2 separate regions of the Sus scrofa genome follow, and region 1 is linked to region 2. Evidence: chromatin contacts called from public HiChIP or PLAC-seq data. All regions are on one chromosome and are shown on one strand. The core of a region is the stretch at or near the end of the contact, and the rest is flanking DNA. Distances in the headings are between cores, read along the strand shown.

Region 1 (6,498 bases), core at 1,199-3,698, 92 kb after region 2:
CCTGTACTCAGGGGATGATAGAGCTAGTATTACTGGCTCCTCATGGAAGCAGCCCTCATGGTATTAACTCTTGAGATATCATATCAAACATCGACAAGAAATACAATCTTACTCCCAATGTCAATTTTCAGGCTGCCACCGGTCCTTATCAACATTGAACTTGGCACTCTTACCCCTTCCAAAATCACAAGTTGTTTCAAGACTTCGAAACGTGTTACAAAACAAAAACATAAAAAAAAAAAAAAGGCACAGTCATCAAAATTTTTTATCACCTCAATGCACAGTATATAAACACTAGTTTCATTGTAGACACCTCAGGATGAGAAGCCTCATTTCGTTGTTCCCCATTTCTAAAATTAATCCTATATTCTTAGGTCATGATCTGACTTTCTAGCATGCAAGTCAATCCCAGAGGCAACAGTAATCTTGTTTTCCACCAGACTTGCCTCTAGCCTATCTCTGACCATCACATTTTTGGAAGGTCCCTCAGAATAGAAAACTTATTCATGAGTCTCCCTCACTTTTTAGCAAGCACCTTAGATTAACCTCACTCTCAAATTTCCTCTAGTTTAGTCCTGTGTGATTAGACAGGAAAAAATGATCTGCTACCCTCTTTTATCTCCTACATATTGCTCAGGACAAGGATTTGCCTTGTATTCTTTCCATTCCTTAGCCTCAAGGTGTTAAATAATCAAGGTAACAAAAGCAAAGGTACTGTGGTACCTGACACATAGTAGGTTCCAGACAATGTTAGTTTCTCATTCTTTCCCTTCTTCCTCCCAACACGTTCTCAACCCCTCTGGGTCTGTTTTTTTCACCGGCTAATGACAGCACCGAACTAGACCAACTAGTGTCCTTTTGTAAGCTCTAACACTCTGTGACTCTGATTCACACGTTCTGGTTTGTTTGCTCTTCTGTGAGTCACCCTCACTTAGATCTAAAGTGAAGGGGAGAGGAATATTGGTTTCCTAAAACATGTAAAACCACTTGCAGAAGAGTTTTAAAACTCAAAAAACAATTTTTTAGCTTGATGCTCAATCATTGATGCTCGATGCTCTATCATTCCTGCCTTATTCCTGAAATACTCTTGAACCATGTAGAGAGCAATGCTAAGCAAAATGTTCTTGTATAAATTATTTGCCTAATATAACTGTCTTCATAGCATGCCCCAACTATAAAGGTAACCCTATCACTAACATTAATCAAGGGGACAGTTTGCTCTTTAATGGGGTCTCCTTGAAATGAATTGTGAAACTTTAAGGCATTTATCCCCCTTCACTACTCCATTAATTTTTCCTTCCACCCTTACATCCCTCTCTCTTCTTTATAAGCAATCATACACTGCCTCTTTCTGCAGTCCCACTAAGACTTCTCCAGTTCCCCCTTCTTTACATTTCCTTCTCATATTGCTTCATGTTATATGAGAACTTTTGGGAACTTAGAAGTTACCGAATTTCTAAAAGGGATCAGGCTCTCTAGGTCTCTAAAGCACCTTCTTTTCTCCAGGGTTAGAAGCATGAAAAATTGTATTAGCCTCGGTGGGGAGGTTATCTGTCTATAAGCTGATCCTTACCAAGGGTGTCCCTCGTGAAACACAGGAGGGGGAAGGATGCTCTCCTTGAGACAACCCCTCAGATAGGATCCTTAAACAAAGACAAGACATTCTCAAAACTCAAGCTCTGCTCTTGGCTTAGCTCTGACTGCTATATTGTAGCCTTTTTAAAGTCTCTCTGTGCTGCCTTCCTCAGAGATGTTTTGGCTTGGGTAAAATGTCTTTTATTCCTTTAGAACTACCAACATTATCTTCAGGCTACAATCCTGCCAGAGCAAAACATCCAAAACATCCAGCTATTTCCAGGTTCTAGGGAACCTATGTCTAAATGAATTAACTTCATGGCTTATACCCTCTCATTCCAGAGAAGCACAATGTGGCTGAGGACTGGGTATTGAGAAAACTTTGCTAACAATTACCCACCTAGAGAGTATTAAGAACTAACTGTATATCAGCCTCTCTCAGCCTTGAACTATTAATTCATTCTTGAGACAGAGATATGAGAACAATCCAGTGGTCAAGTATTTGGGCAACCTTGTGATTAATCACCAGGGCATCAAAGCAGCCCTCATCTGCTTTCTCATGGACAGGAGGGCCCTCTTCTCACCAAGCTTTACTTCCCATAGACACTATCTGCAACTGAGCTTAGAAATGACAGCAGCAAAATCAAGTGTCAGGATATGAGGGAAGAGGATGAAGTGAAAGTTGAGACTTTCCTAGACCAGTAAATCTCTTAGACTTCATGCAACATGAATTAAAAGCTCCTTTCCTTAGCAGTTAGCAATAAGAAAGTGATTTTGCTTTCTCTTTCAGTTCTCATCCCATAAATTGAGGAACTGGAATAGACATTTGTCTCCTGAATTTCTTCTCACCACCCTTCAAAACTATGAAGCAGCAAAACTCTAAATACCCTTCAGGGTTAAGCAATCAACCTCCCTGGCTCGACTAAAGCATGCGAGTAGTGAGTGGGGAGGAGAGAGAGAAATAGGAAATGAAGTAGATGGACAGGAGATGGAGAGATAGCTGCACATGGTGAGGAGTGATAAGAGTACCACCATTAATTTCTTCATATTTCCCCCAAAGCCTCTCAATCCTGGCTTGGAGTAAACTCTCACTTGAGAATACTCCTACGGCTATGGGAATACTGAAAGTGTTCCTATAAATGAGAGATGCCACACCTGGACAGTAAAATTAACCAAAGCGTCCAGGAGCGCTCACCCTGCCTCTTAGGACAATGAAGATTTAGCAATTCCACTTCTCCCTTGGAATGTCTGAATATTTACTCACTTGAGGAACTCCCCACTTCCACTTCCATTCCACTAGCCCTTCAGGATGACTAAGTTGTGAACAAAGTCACTCAATACCTAAAAAAAAAAAAAAGCCAAGCTATGGGGTAACCTTCAGTAACAACGAAATCCCAGTTCAGCACAAAGAACATTAACTGTTAACTTTCTTGAGGCTTTGACTTTACCATACAGTTAAGAATGCCTGTCTGGGAAAAGAAATTTAGGTACTGAACGGTAAAACAACCTTGAGTGTGATAGAGAAAAAAGTCCAGATTAGGTTAGGTCTTCAGTTTTCAGGCCCAGAATTGAAGACACACATTGCTATGAAGTGGAAAACAATATTCTCTAGAAGGTTGAAGTTCACACTCCTAGTCATGAATATATAAAGACTGGAAAACATTTTCCTTTCTCTGGAGGCTAACCAGAAACACAGGACTCCAGAAACACAGGAGCTCTCCATTCTCCTTCTGGATAAAGACATGATAGCCCACAGGCAATCATACTTAAAACTGTGGGGATTCAAAATCAAGCTGGCAACCCTCATCACCACCAGGTTTTGACTGGATTTCTTCCTAGCTTCCTTGTTCTGGTGTACCCCTTGTATGATTGTTTACCCTGCTCACAACTTCCTGGTACCTACTTCCCTTCTTCCTTTGTCTCCAGATGCATTTTTCCTGTTCTCTACCTACTTATGTCATATCTAGCAGGATTGCAGCACATACTACAAGGGAACGTTTAGTCCTCATTTTCTTAAACCATGAAAGAGAAGGGACATTTTCTCCTCACGTGGAGACAAGAAAAATACCAACAGAGCTAGGAAGACTAAGCCGAGCCCATGCTGACCCTACTCATGGCAACAGGAAGTGGTGTAGGGGTGAGGGTTTCTGATTTAAGGGACTAGCTTTTATTCTAACCAGCCTCTTACCAACTTCTCTTGACGACAGTTGAGCTCAAACCCACTTACCTCTCCTTTCAGGAGGAGTCAGGGTACATGAAGCTCAACTCTTTTGATGGCCTGACACCATCATTACTTTTGTGCAGCTGCTTTCTACTTTAAAAAATCACATGGCTTCCCCCAACTCTTTATTATCTAATTCTTAGTCTAGGGTTTTGAAGCACCTCTTCAAACCCTGAAAACTTTTGTTTTTGGTAGTTTATGAGTCTATAGAGATTCTAAGACAAAGAACCCCTAAGATAAAGTGGAGGAAAAATGCCCTTCATACGTAATTAGATCTGTTCAAAGGGTACAGATTAAGAAGTAAATGCAATGGAGCAAGAGTGGTATAGTAACAGGAAATATTTAATTTTCCAATCTCCACTTTCCATTTTTATAAACTGAAAGAAAAAATTTAATATATTACAAAATATCTGTACATAGACAAGGTAAAACCTGATGGGGAGCAAAAACGAGAGAGAAAGGAATACAGTGTCAGGAACCTAAATCAGGGAGAATGAGGTGGCAACTGACACTTTTCTGATGCAGCATTCTCTCTCAAAACCTGCTGGTAACCATTTTAGTACTGTAACTATATATGCATATTAAACACACACACACACACACACACACACACACACACAAAGCGGTTGGGTGATGTCTATAGCATAAACTAACAGAAGTCCTACTTACAAATTTGTGCTAACTGCCCTGCTTTTAAATGTATAAATCTGATACAGTTTTCAAGTCCCTATTTCTATCGATAGTTGAAGAAAAACCTAAGGAAACTGTGTCAAGCAAAGTGGTTTTCAAAACCACAAAAATGATAATGGTCAAAGCGTTTTTGCCTCTCATTCATGAACAGAATCAGATTCCTCATCTGATCAAAATAATGTATTTAATTAAAACAAACCAAACCAAAACCATAACCACTTTTGAATATAGTTGGGTTTGTAATTTCCTAGCTGTCCAGTAGAAATTCTGCCAAACTTTTACTTTCATCACATTTACGGGTAACACAGCTGAAAAATTAACAAATACCTTTCTTCCTCCACACAGATTCCAGGATATTTGAGTTTCTGTCCCTCTGCTTTTAGAAATGGTCAAAATCACCAACTTTTTTTTTTTCTTTTTAGACTCCCAAAATGGGGGTGGGGGATGGGATGGGATCACACATAAACACACACACACACACATTCACCCTTTTCCCCAGTAGTAGGGATGGGGAAAGGAGACTTAAGTATATTATTTAGAATATTTGGCATAATTAAAAATATGCAGTGGGGAGGAAAAAACATTATTGATGACTGCTGATAACCAAAATACAATTAAAATATATAATTTTATTCATATTTGATGGGAAACCAATTTTTTTTTCACTAGATACTTTCGAAAGTATCCCAGGCTTGAGTTCTTTAATCAAAAATGGGAGAGTGGGGCCCAATGCCTCAAATCAAATATTCTAAAATACAAAGGCCCATGTCTGAGGACTAAGACAGTCAACAGACAAAAGGTTCAGATGAACTTTAATGCAATTTACCAACAGCATGTCAGTGAGCCTAGCAAATCTAATTGGACACACTGGTATAAAAAGCCATCAATGCCAAAATGGCTAGAAGGTTCTCTTTTTAATCAATGTTTGGCCCTGAGGGCAAGGCCAGACCAAAACCCAGAGAATAAAGAAATACACACACCAGATATCTGCCTATTTTTATAACAGGGGAAAATAATCTTCATGTAAGTACCAGAAGAGGGGTTCTTCTTTCATTTCTTTAAAGTTTTGTTTTCTGTTTTATTAATGCACCTCTCTCTTAAAAGTAGTGTTTATTTTTTAATATAAGAACTTGGCATTGAAACATGAAACTTTGAGTTCAAAACTATTCTCCAAAATGCTGAAGCGTATCTATCTTCTCTTTGTAAAAGGGAGCTAACCTACATTTCACAAAGGTCTAAGTCTGTGCAGGTAATTTATAGAAATGTGTATGTTTTTAAAACACATTACATGCTGGTACTCACACAGAACTGGAAGCCAAAATGAGAAGCCCATGTTATCCCCCCCTTGAAAACCTTTCCCTCCTCCATTTTTTGTTTATAGTAAGGCAAAATTCTTGCCATGCAATTCATAATTTAACCCCCTTTATCGAAAATCAAAATCAAAACCAAATCCCTCTGGAGGAAAATTCCTAAAAGAATTGGCAGGATATACATGCTGAGATGTGTATATGTCAATACTGTTCTTTCTTATAGTCTGCTCTTTTAAAATTATTTTTTAAAAAAGGTCTTAGGTAGTGATACATCTTCAGAAAAATATCCACCCTAAACTAAGTTACATTTCCATGTATTTTCAGGATGTATTTTTTTCTTTGACAATATTACAATGCTCTGTTTAAAAGTTTTTTTTTTGACAAAAATATATGTGTAAACAGTATGCTAACTGTTCTTACTAGCCCTCTAGGTATGGAGGCATCATCTCTAACCCTAGCTCAGCAGCAATGTCCTAGGCTATCTGCATTTATAAATCAACTTCACCACTCCAACATGGTTTAAAAAAAAATTTTTTTTTAGAATTGAAGAGTTACAGAGAACAATATAGGAGTTTGAATTTCCTTTCCTTTATTTCAAAAAAAAGTAAAGAATTATCCCAGGTTCTTGGGCATCTCGACAATTTTTTTCCAAACAAATGCCTCAAAAAGAGAGAGACAGAGAGAGAAAGAGCAAACTCTATA
Region 2 (6,184 bases), core at 2,364-4,863:
TGAACTGGGCCTCACGTCCCAAGTCTCAGCTTCCTTGTCTGTAAAATGGGGCCAACCATCTCTACCAATCACTGGAACAAGTGTGAGCTGTCAAACGTACAGGATTTTTGGTTTCATCTGCACCCCCTCCCCCAAACAAGTCTCGGCGTGGGAGAGCTCTGTTTAACACAGCCTGTGAACCGGGAGCCTACGGCGTGCCAGACGCGGGGCCGGTCTCCGGGGACATTCAGGGGCTCCAGGTCTGGTGAGGGAGGCTGCCGGATAAATAATGCACTGTGCCATGCGTGATCAGCACTTCCAGGGAGGAACAAACAAAGGACGTGGGCTCCCAGTGCAGGGAGCATCTGACCCAGGCTAGAGTGGGTGAGGTCAGGAAAGCTACAGGGAGGAGAAGCCTTTTAACTCAGGCATCTATCAGCTGGAGGCATGGGGACTCCAGGCTTGAACAAAGGCCCAGACTCTGGTTGACCGCCCAGGCCCAGGCCCCAGGCATGTATGCTGAGCCCGCCCCAGGACACTGGGTCCCAGGCCTCCAGACCTCCCCAGGGCATGGTCCCTGCAGGCTCCTAGCCTAAGGGGACACTTCCTCATGGCCAGGCAAGGAAAGGCCTCCCCAACCCTGGCAGAAGAGACACTTCCACTGGCAGCCCGCCCCCTCCCCCGCAAGGCTCTCCACGTAGAGCTCTGTGCTCAGAGGACCCAGCTCTCCATTCTCAGAGGCCGCCCTGTTCTCTACCTCCCTCTGCCAAGTTCGTTCTCCGCTTTAAGGCCCCTCACTGACGGTCGGCAACTCTGGGAAGTCATCTCTTAGGAACCCTGCTTCTCCCTTAGGTCCCCAGAGCTCCATGTACACATCCCTAGACTTAACGCTTGCCATGTAACGTCTATTTCCAGATTCATTTCAGGAGCAGACTAAACATCTGGCCTGGTCTTTTACTTTGGGGGGGTGCGCGCGTGTGTGTTTTTAGGGCCACACCCACAGCATATGAAGATCCCAGGCTAGGGGTCCAATAGGAGCTTACGCCACGGCCACAGCAATGCCAGATCCGAGCCATGTCTGCAACACCGGAGCCTTTAACTCACTGAGCAAGGCCAGGGATCGAATTCGGATCCTCACGGATACTAGTTGGGTTCGTTAGCACTAAGCCACAATGGGAACTCCTCTTTTACTCTTTTGGATTCAAAATCCAGATCTTGCCCCCAACACCCTCACCCCAGCGTTTTTGTTTTGTTTTGTTTCCTTTTTCAGCCACACCCACTGCAATATGGAAGTGCCCCGACCAGGGATCAAATCCAAGCTGCAGCTATGACCTACACCATAGCTGCAGTAATGCTGGATCCTGATCTCACTGTGCTGGCTGGGGATCAAACTGGTACCTCCACAGAGACAAGGCAGATCATGAACCCACTGTGCCACAGCGGGAACCTCCCACCCCAGCATTTTATTTACTGACAAAGAGTCAGGCTTTGGGGCTCTGGGACAGAATGAGAAGTAAGCCACATCAACTGTCCTGAAGCAGTTTGTAAAATTAAAAGTCAGAACCAGGGTTCTGTATTATCCTCATGTAAACAGTAAGAGCTAACACTTATTTATTGAACCGTCACATGCTCCCTGTTTTAAGTCCTAAACATACATTATTTCATTTGATCCTCACAATCACTCTATCAGGTGGCACATTACTATCTCCATTTGACAAATGAGGAAACCGAGGCAGGGACTTCATCGGGGTCACAAAACAGAGTCAAAACCCAGGAAATCTGGAGTTCCTGTCGTGGCGCAGTGGTTAACGAATCCGACTAGGAACCATGAGGTTTCGGGTTCGGTCCCTGCCCTTGCTCAGTGGGTTAACGATCTGGTGTTGCCATGAGCTGTGGTGTAGGTTGCAGACGCGGCTCGGATCCCTCATTGCTGTGGCTCTGGCGTAGGCCGGCAGCTACAGCTCCGATTGGACCCCTAGCCTGGGAACCTCCATATGCCGTGGGAGCAGCCCAAGAAATGGCAAAAAGACAAAAAGACAAAAAAAAAAAAAACAAACCAGGAAATCTGATTCTCAATCATCGTGCTACCATGGACAGGGCACTGCAGGGACTCAGAGGGGGCAATATTGCGCCTTGAGCGGTGGGCTGGGCAGAAGGTGATCCAAAGGTGATGCTGCCTGAGCAGAGCACTCCAGGACAAGCAGAAGGCAGCCCAGCCAATAAGAGGAGAAGGGGCTCTCCAGGCAGCGGGGCTGGTGCGTGCAAAGGCACAGAGACACAAAGCAGCAAGGTGTGGGTAAGCATGTCCTGCAGTGCCCTGTCGGACCTTAGGATACACACAGGAAGACTGGCGGGGAAGGCGTCAGATCAGAGAGAGCTCTGTAAATTGTGCTAAAGATGCAGCCTTTCCCATAGGCAATGGGAAAGCATCCAAGGGTTTTCGACAAGGAAGTGATACTATGAATTGTGTTTTTCAAGGATGAGAAGAATTGCAGTTTGGAGACTGAGCTGCAGGCAGCCATGACTGGAAGTTGCTGGAAAGCCACTGTGGTCATCCTGGTGAGAAACACATCAACGAGAGTGGTCACAGAAGAGAGGGAGGCACAGGACTAGATGTGAAGCATGTTCAGGAAGTCAGCTGGACTAAGTCACCTCTTAGATATGGGAGTTGAGGGAGAAATATATGATAATTATTAGGTTTCTGGCTGAGATGGGGTGGCAGAGAAAGAAGGAATCTGCAGGGGAAAAGAGCAGTTCAAGTTTAGACAGAGTGAATTCCAGCTGAAGTGGAGCTGTCCAACTAGTAGCCTAAGGCCAACTGAGGCTCCAGGGAGAGGCTTCGGTGAAAAGGTAGATCTGGACACGACTGGGGTATGTAGGTGGTGTAAAGCTGAAACCATGAGAGTGGATGAGACCATCCAGATCCAGAGTTAAGAGGCTGGCTGAGCAAGAGAGATGAATGTGAAACCGTGCTTCTACAGTCAGAAGAGCAGGAGGAAAATAAGGGGATGCCGACGCGGTGGAAGCCAAAAAAGAGGGTGATGGGTACGTGTTCACTACTGCAATTGAGAATTTATGTCACTGGTGTTATGCTCCTCTAAGAACTCAAGAAAGATACGTTAAAGGGCCCTTATAATGTCAACTGGGAAGTCATTCACTGTCGTTTCCAAAGGAAGTTGAGGGAGACCGGATGACGGTGAGACATTGACCTCCAGGAACTTGGAAATATTTTCCTCCTCATTCTCAGATCCTGACCCCTCCCCAGATCCTGACCTTTAATACCCTGATACCTTCCCCTTGCTTCTTCCCTCACAGCAACGTGAGAGGCTTTGGAGGGCGATCCGGGACGCCTTTCCAAGGCTCTCTCGAGTAGGCGGGGCCGTAGAGGGTCAACGCAGACGACCCTCCAACCCCGCGCTGAGTGGAGCGAGGCCGAGCATAGGAAGGGGGCGGAACCTGGAGCGCGGAGGGTGTGGGAAGGGTCGGACCGAACCACGAACGGACACCGGCTAGGGAGCCAGGATCCATCGGCGAGACGTAGCCCTCGTACCACCACCCGGTCCCAGTGACCTCTCGCGGACCCACCTGCACCATGTCAGCCACGGCTCCGGCTCTTCCCAGCCCCAGCCGCAATCTGGCTCCGAAGCTTCGGCGGCGCCTCCGAGCGGAAGGGGATCTCCTCTCGGCGCCACTTCCGCCACTGAGTCCGCCCCCGGGAGCGAACCGGGAGGTACTAGGCCCGAGGCACCGCCCCCTCTCCCAACCCCGCCCCCAAGCCCTCAGGCCCCGCCCACAAGGGCGGGAAATGGGGGCTGCTGCTAAAGTTAGGCTTGAAAAGAGGAATTAGAAGCCCAGGGGTTTCGTGCTTATTGGGCCACAGAGGCCTAGCACTCTGGAGAAAAAAGGGGAGCTTCCTGAGGGGAGGCCTGCGGGCCTGGAGGACGAGGAATCCAGTTACTCTTGAAGCACCCCTCTTCTCTCCACCCCGCCCCCGCCCCCGCCCCACCTCTTTCCACCTCCCTAGCAGGATCTAGAATGTCTGTGGTCCTTCCTAAGAGGGCTTGGAACTTGGCTGCAGTCAAGGCTGCAAACTAGAGGACTGGACATTACGGTCAAGGACCTGACCCTTGGATGACTACCACATAGTGAACCTCCTCCTCCCTCTCCTTTTCCCTGAAAGAGAAGTCTCAGCACAGGTATTTACAAAGATTTATTACAGCAGGGGAGCGGTTCAGGCCTGGAGTCAGGGAAGAAGGGAAGAGGACAGAGCAGCTGGAGGACAAGGAGAGCCTAGATCCCCCACTGTTTGCCCCTCCTCCCAAGGACTTACACTAGGCGGCATTCCTGGCATCAAAGCACAAACAAAAGGCAACAAAGCAGCCTCTGCCAGTCCATCTTCCAGGCACCCAGGCTGGGGAGCAGGTGATAAGGGGAAGATTTCCAAAATGTGGAGGCTGTGGAAAGGATGCCTGAATCCTGGGCCCTGGTAGACGCCAGTGAGAAGGAATTCCCAGGGGATGGAGAAGGATCTGTGGGCACTTACAAGTTCTCAGTACCCTCTTTCCCCAGATCTTAGGGTCCTGCCCTGTGGGTTTCCTATGCCCAGGGGAGAGGGTCTGGGGAGTAGAATTGTGAAGGATGAACCTTTGTCCCCCATTTACTGAGTTTTCCAATGCAGACTCTCACACCCCAGCTCCCACCCAGTGAATGGGGGAATGACTGGCAGGGGTAGGCATCAGGCAGCAAGTGCCCAGGGACTCTGAGCATCAGCCAAAGGTGGGCAGATAAGCAAACACAGACCAGCCTTAGTCTTCTAGAAGCCGCAGCCCTAGCAATTGAGAAAGGTACAAAATAGGGTAGGGATGGGGTGGGTTTCTGAGGAACAGCAATGCCCTCTCCACTTCCATCTGGGAGATGCAGGGCTTGGTACCTATGTGCCAGGCTCAGGGTGGGCAGGGCGCTGTGGCTCTTCCCCTGGCTCTGCAAGGCAAGCAAAGGAACTTAGGGCTTGGCCACGCCTACCAAGATCACAACACCAACCCTCCCCAAGCCTCACCACTTAATGCGGGGTCTTCCACTTGGTTCTCAGAGCTTCCAACTCTCTGGGGCTCATCCAGAGGGGGTGGGCGCTCCCAGGGACCCTCCAGACCTTGGCCACAAGTTGTCTTTTGTCCAGCTGGGGATGGGGAAAAGGGATAAAAATACAGGCTCTGGGGAGTTTCCATTGTGGTGCCGTGGAAACAAATCTGACTAGCATCCATGAGGATGTGGCTTTGATCCCTGGCCTCGCTCGGTGGATTAAGGATCTGGCGTTGCCATGAGCTGTGGTGTAGGTCATAGACACGGCTCGGATCTGACGTTGCTGTGGCTGTGGTGTAGGACGGCAACTGTAGCTCAGATTTGATCCCTAACCCGGGAAATTCCTGACGTTGCTGTGGCTGTGGCATAGGACGGCAACTGTAGCTCAGATTTGATCCCTAACCCGGGAAATTCCATATGCCACGGGTGCGGCCCTAAAAAAGCAAACAAACACACAAAAATACAGGCTCTGAGTATCTATATGACTGTTCTGGAACATCAGCTGAGTCAGCTGGCTGAGGTTATGCTTTCCGAGGGTGATCATGGCATACTGGAGACAGCACAGGCCTAAGACTGCTCTTCCAATGTCTAACCGTATGACTTAGTTAAGTTTGTTGTTATCTCTCTGAAGGGGATGGTAAGAAAGAAATTGCATAGACTGCCTTAAATAAAACAATAGTTAATACTCTGCAGCTCAGTGCTGGCCCCCAGGAGATGCTCCAGGAGTGGTGGCAATTGATAATTGCTCCTTGGTTGTCTTGTCATCTTTTTTTTTTTTTCCATTTTTTTGGCTGCCCTGGGGCATATGGAGTACCTCAGGGAACCAGGGCCCAGGGATAAGATCCTGGAGGCAGTTGTGACCTGCACCACAGCTGCGGCAATGCCGGATCCTTAACCTACTGTGCCAGGGATGGAACCTGCGTGACAGCGCTCCAGAGATGCTGCCGATCTCATTGTGCCACTGCAGGAACTCCAGTTGTCTTGTCATCTGACCCAGTGCCCTGCTGTTTTTCCTGAGGGAAGAGTCTCCTCTCACCTCCTCTTCAGCTGTTCTGGGGTGGGGGTGGGGGTGGGGGGTCCTGAGAGAGACTCAACTCTTCCAACTGGAGTTTTTCTCCCATGGCTG

What was found. HiChIP or PLAC-seq counts read pairs in DNA pulled down with a chosen protein or histone mark.
Region 1: an H3K27ac HiChIP or PLAC-seq map of alveolar macrophages shows a contact between it and region 2. The contact joins the enhancer-like site here to the promoter of STARD3 in region 2. A contact is called at or near these places in 1 of 47 Hi-C or Micro-C datasets (embryonic fibroblasts) and 1 of 2 datasets of contacts at active chromatin or transcription factors (alveolar macrophages).

What each region holds. Positions count from the first base shown.
Region 1 is chr12:22,770,318-22,776,815 of Sscrofa11.1, forward strand. The region is part of intron 14 of CDK12 (cyclin-dependent kinase 12); the gene reads right to left. Among named protein-coding and RNA genes, the nearest start is that of MED1, 57 kb to the right of the region's middle. Within about 2 kb of position 2,449, at least 6 of the 83 cell types and tissues checked have an H3K27ac peak or open chromatin away from gene starts, as enhancers often do. A contact at or near this core is called in alveolar macrophages, where this site is marked.
Region 2 is chr12:22,677,072-22,683,255 of Sscrofa11.1, forward strand. STARD3 (StAR related lipid transfer domain containing 3) reads right to left here and starts at 3,614. Exons shown (of 15, transcript NM_001143725.1): 1 at 3,565-3,614. PPP1R1B (protein phosphatase 1 regulatory subunit 1B) reads right to left here. Exons shown (of 6, transcript XM_021067047.1): 6 at 4,173-4,959. The coding sequence ends at 4,910.